2 separate regions of the Mustela erminea genome follow, and region 1 is linked to region 2. A link is a contact called in public Hi-C data. All regions are on one chromosome and are shown on one strand. Each heading gives the region's core, a stretch centred on a gene start, on an enhancer-like site or on the middle of the called end of the contact. The rest is flanking DNA. Distances are from core to core; before and after follow the strand shown.

Region 1 (2,700 bases), core at 131-2,630, 420 kb before region 2:
CCGGAAAAAGGAGAAGCTGTAGCATCACAATGGATTCCTGAGAGAGCTCATGTTATCTCCTGTTCGCACACCTTCAAGCATATGGTACAGGGTCTCTGTTTTCAGCCTTGCCTGAAGCTGGAGGAACCCAGCCTGGTGCTGACTGGAAGGGGCTGCAGTGAGTGGTTTTCAAACTTAGCCGCACATTAGAATCACCCGGGGGGAGCCTTCACGAATTCCAGCTGCCCAGGCCGCACTCTGCACCAGCAAAACCTCCAGAGAGGCCCAGGAATTCACCACGTGCCAAGTTTACCAAGGCTGAGAACCTCTGGATAGAGACGAGGGGGGGGCTCTGCAAACAGCCGGGCTTCAAATCCCAGCCCAGTCCCTTCCTGGCCAGGTGACCCCCGGCCGGATACTTAGCTCTGTGAACTCTACACCAGAAAAGGGGTGAGGGAAATAATAAGCCCTTTATAGGATTGTCCTGAGCTTTAAGTAAGCTAATCCATGTCAACCACTTAAAAGGAGGCAGTACGGATTATGAAGTGCTGCAGCAATTATGATCGCCAGCGTTCTCATTTCATATTCCTCTGGCTGACTTTCCCAGCCATGGCTCCCCCATAGGACACTCATTCACCCAGACCGCGTCTTCTATGGTCCTTTATCATGGCTTTGTTCATTCGCGAATTCATTTTTTTTTTTTAATTTTATTTATTTGACAGAGAACACAAGGAGGCAGAGGCAGACGGGGGTTAGGGGAAGCAGGTTCCCCGCAGAGCAAAGGGCCCGATGTGGGGCTCGATCCCAGGACCCTGAGATCATGACCTGAGCTGAAGGTAGAGGCTTTAACCCACTGAGCCACCCAGGCGCCCCTACACGAATTCATTTTTACGAGTATTCATAAAGCAGCTACTCTACTACAGGTGTGATGAAGGCAACAGGCACACCTGCCTCACCCCCTCGGTCCCCCCCCCCCCAAGGGTCTGCGTTTCCCAGTCAGATCCTAATGGTCATGAGCTGTGAGACCGCGCTTTGTGCCTGGCACGTCCTACCACTCAGCACCCAGCACCCAGCACCCAGCACCCAGCACCACGGGCTGGAGACGGCAGAGTACCACCGCCGGAACACCGTGTTCTAGCTCCTGCTCTGCCACGTGCAGCCTGGGTAATCGGGAGCAAGCTCCGCGAGCTCCTGCAACAGCTGCGCTTCCTCGCGCGTCCAGCGGAGCCGACGCGCCCACACTGTCGCGAAGTCGCGCGGATACAGCTCGCAGGCGTCCACGCCCGGGCCCTCCCGCGTCAGTACCGCGCGCGCCCGCCAGGGGTCAGCAGGCCGCGCCGCCCGGCGGCTGCGCGCTGGACCCGCGACGTCAGCACCGGCGCCGCGCCCCGCCCCGCCCCGTGACCGTGACCGAGCGCGGCGCGCGGACGCGGCGGCCCGGTGGACTGGCGGCGGCCCGGGGGAAGGCCGGCGGCCGCGCGATGGGGGCCGAGGCGTCGGGGAGCGGGCCGGCGCTGCAGGAGCTCGTGCGCGAGGCCGAGATCAGCCTGCTCGAGTGCAAGGTGTGCTTTGAGAGGTTCGGCCACCGCCAGCAGCGGCGCCCGCGCAACCTGCCCTGCGGCCACGTGGTGTGCCTGGCCTGCGTGGCCGCCCTGGCGCACCCGCGGACGCTGGCCCTCGAGTGCCCCTTCTGCCGCCGGGCCTGCCGGGGCTGCGACACCAGCGACTGCCTGCCGGTGCTTCACCTCCTGGAGCTCCTGGGCTCGACGCTCCGCCCAGGCCCCGCCGCCCCCCGCGCCGCGCCCTGCGCCCCCGGGGCCCTCACCTGCCACCGCGCTTTCGGAGGCTGGGGGACCCTGGTCAACCCCACGGGCCTGGCGCTGTGTCCCAAGACGGGGCGGGTCGTGGTGGTGCACGACGGCAGGAGGCGGGTCAAGATCTTTGACTCCGGGGGCGGGTGTGCTCACCAGTTTGGAGAGAAGGGGGAGGCTGCCCAGGACGTTAGGTACCCGCTCGATGTCACCGTCACCAACGACTGCCATGTGGTTGTCACCGACGCCGGCGACCGTTCTATCAAAGTGTTTGATTTCTTTGGCCAGATCAAGCTCGTCATTGCAGGCCAGTTCTCCTTACCTTGGGGCGTGGAGACCACCCCGCAGAACGGGGTCGTGGTGACTGATGCGGAGGCAGGCTCGCTGCACCTGCTGGAAGTCGACTTCCCCGAAGGGGTCCTCCAGAGGACAGAGAGGTTGCAAGGTCATCTGTGCAGTCCCCGCGGGGTGGCCGTGTCTTGGCTCACCGGGGCCATTGCTGTCCTAGAGCACCCTCTGGGTCTGGGGAGCGCGGTCGGCAGCACCACGGTGAAGGTGTTCAGCCCGACTATGCAGCTGATCAGCCAGGTGGATAGCTTTGGGCTGAGCCTCTTTTTCCCCTCCAGAATAACTGCCTCCGCCGTGACCTTTGATCACCAGGGGAATGTGATTGTTGCTGATACTACTGGTCAGGCTGTCCTATGCTTAGGAAAACCTGAGGAATTTCCAGTCCTGAAGCCCATCATCACCCACGGTCTTTCCCATCCGGTGGCACTGACCTTCACCAAGGAGAATGCTCTTCTCGTGCTGGACAGTGCAGCCCATTCTATAAAAGTCTACAAGGCGGACTGGGGGTAAAGGGGTGCGGTGGGGGCTCTGGGGTCTGCAGGCACAAGCCCTGAAATGCCAC
Region 2 (2,700 bases), core at 28-2,527:
AGTCCACGTCTGGATTATTCCCAGCACGACCCGCACCCCCGACCCCGACCCCGCCCCTGCCCTCAGAGTGGGTTTGCCACCCGAGAATGAAGCTCTGAGCTCGGTCTCCACAGCACAGAGATCAAGCGGCTAGTCTCCTGAGCAAACATCTCCTTACACGTGGAGACGACTAGTCCCAGGAATAAGGGAATCAGGTCGGAGGACCAGGTCTAAAGGAAAAGGAACCCGTACAGCCTCGCCGCACACTTCAGGAACTTCCAGCCTGGGCGAACGACCGCCGCAGGACGCCGAGAAACACCAACCCGCGCGGCTGCAGCGGTTACGGAAGTCGAAAGCGCGGCCGCTCTACCCCCCGCAGAGCTCCCCTAAGACCCTCCCGCTCCGCCCCGCCCCGCCTCTCCGTCGCGCTTCTCACCTGCCTGCCGCCCCGTCTCGCTCGGGCTTCGCGAAGGGGCGCCGGATCCCACTCTGGTCACTGGGGCTGTCCGGACGGGTCCCTGCCCGTGCGGAGCCCGGGCTCCCAGGCCCGCGACCGGAGCAGCGGCGGTGATGCCGGTAGCCGCTCTCGGGTCAGGCCCGGCGGCCGCGGCGCTCAGGAAGTAGAAGGGGTTGTAATAGCCCAGCTGGAGGGGCGGCAGCGCCGCGGCCTGGGGGGCGGCGGCGCCACCGCCCGAGGGGTAGCTCGGCGGGGGCGGCTGGGGGCTGCAGTAGGCGGGGAAGGCGGCCAGGCCGCTGTGCCAGGTGAGGTAACCGCAGTAGGACTGCCACAGCCACTCGTGCACCTGCCGGGAATACTCGCGGGCGCTCAGCCGCGCCGGCCTCTCTCGCGGCGCGGCGGCCTCGGGAGCCTCGCGGCCAGCCGGCTCCTGCAGCCCCGCGCGAGGGCCCGGGGCCGCCTCCCCGCACTTCCCGGGCTCGCGCAGCGGCTCCGACTCCTCAGTGGTGCCCGCGGCGGGCGCGGGGCCCGGGACGGGGGGCCTGCCCGGGGCCTGGGGTTCGGCCTGCGGCCCGTCCCGGGGCCGTGGGGCGGCGGCGGCAGGAGAGCCTCTCAGGGAAGAGACGGGCTCCGGGTCTCCTCCGCCGTCGTCCTGCCCAGGAGGGCGGCCTCGGGCTTCCTCCGGCCCCTCTGCCATCGTCGCCTCAGCAGCACCCTCGGCGGTCCTGTCACTGCGCCGTCTCCCTCCCCCACTAGCCCCTCCCCAACGGCCGGGTCGCCACCGCAGCAGCCGCAGGCGTCAACAATCCGCCACCGGAAGCGGAAACCCCGCCTCTCCCCGGCGTCGCAGGCCGCTGGGCGGAGCCGGGGAGGGAGGGCGTGGAGGAGGGGCAGCGTGCAGCAGCGCGGGCGGCCGGCGTCGGGCGTCTCAGCTGACCGGAGCTCCTGGCTCCTCGGTTGTTCGGACCAGATTGCCCGCTCCCTCGCCAACTCTCACGGTCTTCATGAAGTCTAAGGCCCGTGGCTTCCCCACATCATCCCCTGGGAGGTGGACTCAGGCTGTCCCAGGAGAAATTGCGGAGGGAGGAGGAGGATTTCCGAGGGAGGTCCGGGGTCCCAGGTTTCGGTGACGAGCCGCGGCTGCGGGTCTCCAGGCACGGGGCTTGTTGCTTACTCCGCCTGCGTTCTTTCCAGGAATCAGCCCTGGCCGTGTGTACTCAAGACGGTGACGCAAGACCTGTCCCCGGGGTTAAGGGTTAAGAAATTAATCACCAAACTACAGTATGGCTCGGCTGCAGGGATTTTCAGTGCAGAGGACGGGAAGTGGGATTATAGGGATTATGTTGATTTAAGATCGAAACTCGTCCTTATGCTGGAGCTAACCTGTGTCGCTAAAATCTTACTTTCCACTGCTGTAGCCTAGCAACACTGCCTTTCCTCAAGCCATCGTCTCGGCCTTTAGTGTATCTATTCCTTTATACTCTTACGGCAAGACCCGTTCGTATCCCAGGGCTTTGGAGCCTTCTCTGAATACTCGGGCCCAGGCATGATTTCCCCTTCCTCTGAACTGTATATAGCACCTTATATTTTTATATTTTAATATACTTCCAAATGTCATGAAGTTGACTAAGTGATAGGAGAATGTTTTTGTATCGCGGTACCATTCTGAAGACCTTTAGGGGCTAAGTACTGTGGTTACACTTGTTGCTAGTGATGTCCAGAAACATTCTTGACTGCCCTGGGAACTAGAATAGTAAAAGGGTTGACTTTTGCCCTTAAAAGGTTCAATAGCTCATATGATTAAAGGGAAGGACCTTTCATGAAACACTCGAAGACCTATTTAAGACAGTATAAGTATAATAAGAATCCAAAGTAAGGGAGGGATCATGGTGGTCTATAGCTAGCAAGGTTACTCTTAACATGTTTGGTTTTAAGAATTGTGAGGAAGTTGGAGCATTTATGCAAATAAGCATTCCAACTCTGGAGGGTTCTGGGACTAGGGGTGGCAGGAGAAGCAAGAAGAAATGACGGTGATGTGGAATGAGTGGGAAATATTGCAGTTATTAGGGGCATGGACTTTGTTTTCAATATCATTGATGAGCACATGGCAGAGTGCCACCTGCATAGTAGACATTTATAGTAATCAGGACTCTTGCTTGCAATTGGCTTGTAACTGATTTAAGAGAAAAACTAAGTGAATTCATGACTTGCATAACTAAAAAGTTCAGGAGTAGTTCAGGTTTCACGGATATCTGGCTACAGGT

What was found. Hi-C and Micro-C count contacts between places; a contact is called where the count stands out from the background.
Region 1: a contact with region 2 is called in a Hi-C map of spleen, with 5 times the contacts expected there. The contact joins the promoter of NHLRC1 here to the promoter of FAM8A1 in region 2. A contact is called at or near these places in 2 of 3 Hi-C or Micro-C datasets (fibroblasts and spleen).

Annotation. Positions count from the first base shown.
Region 1 is chr4:141,262,598-141,265,297 of mMusErm1.Pri, reverse strand. NHLRC1 (E3 ubiquitin-protein ligase NHLRC1) reads left to right here and starts at 1,380. Exons shown (of 1, transcript XM_032341194.1): 1 at 1,380-2,700. The coding sequence starts at 1,461. The coding sequence ends at 2,648.
Region 2 is chr4:140,846,516-140,849,215 of mMusErm1.Pri, reverse strand. FAM8A1 (protein FAM8A1) reads right to left here and starts at 1,277. Exons shown (of 5, transcript XM_032341193.1): 1 at 416-1,277. The coding sequence starts at 1,133.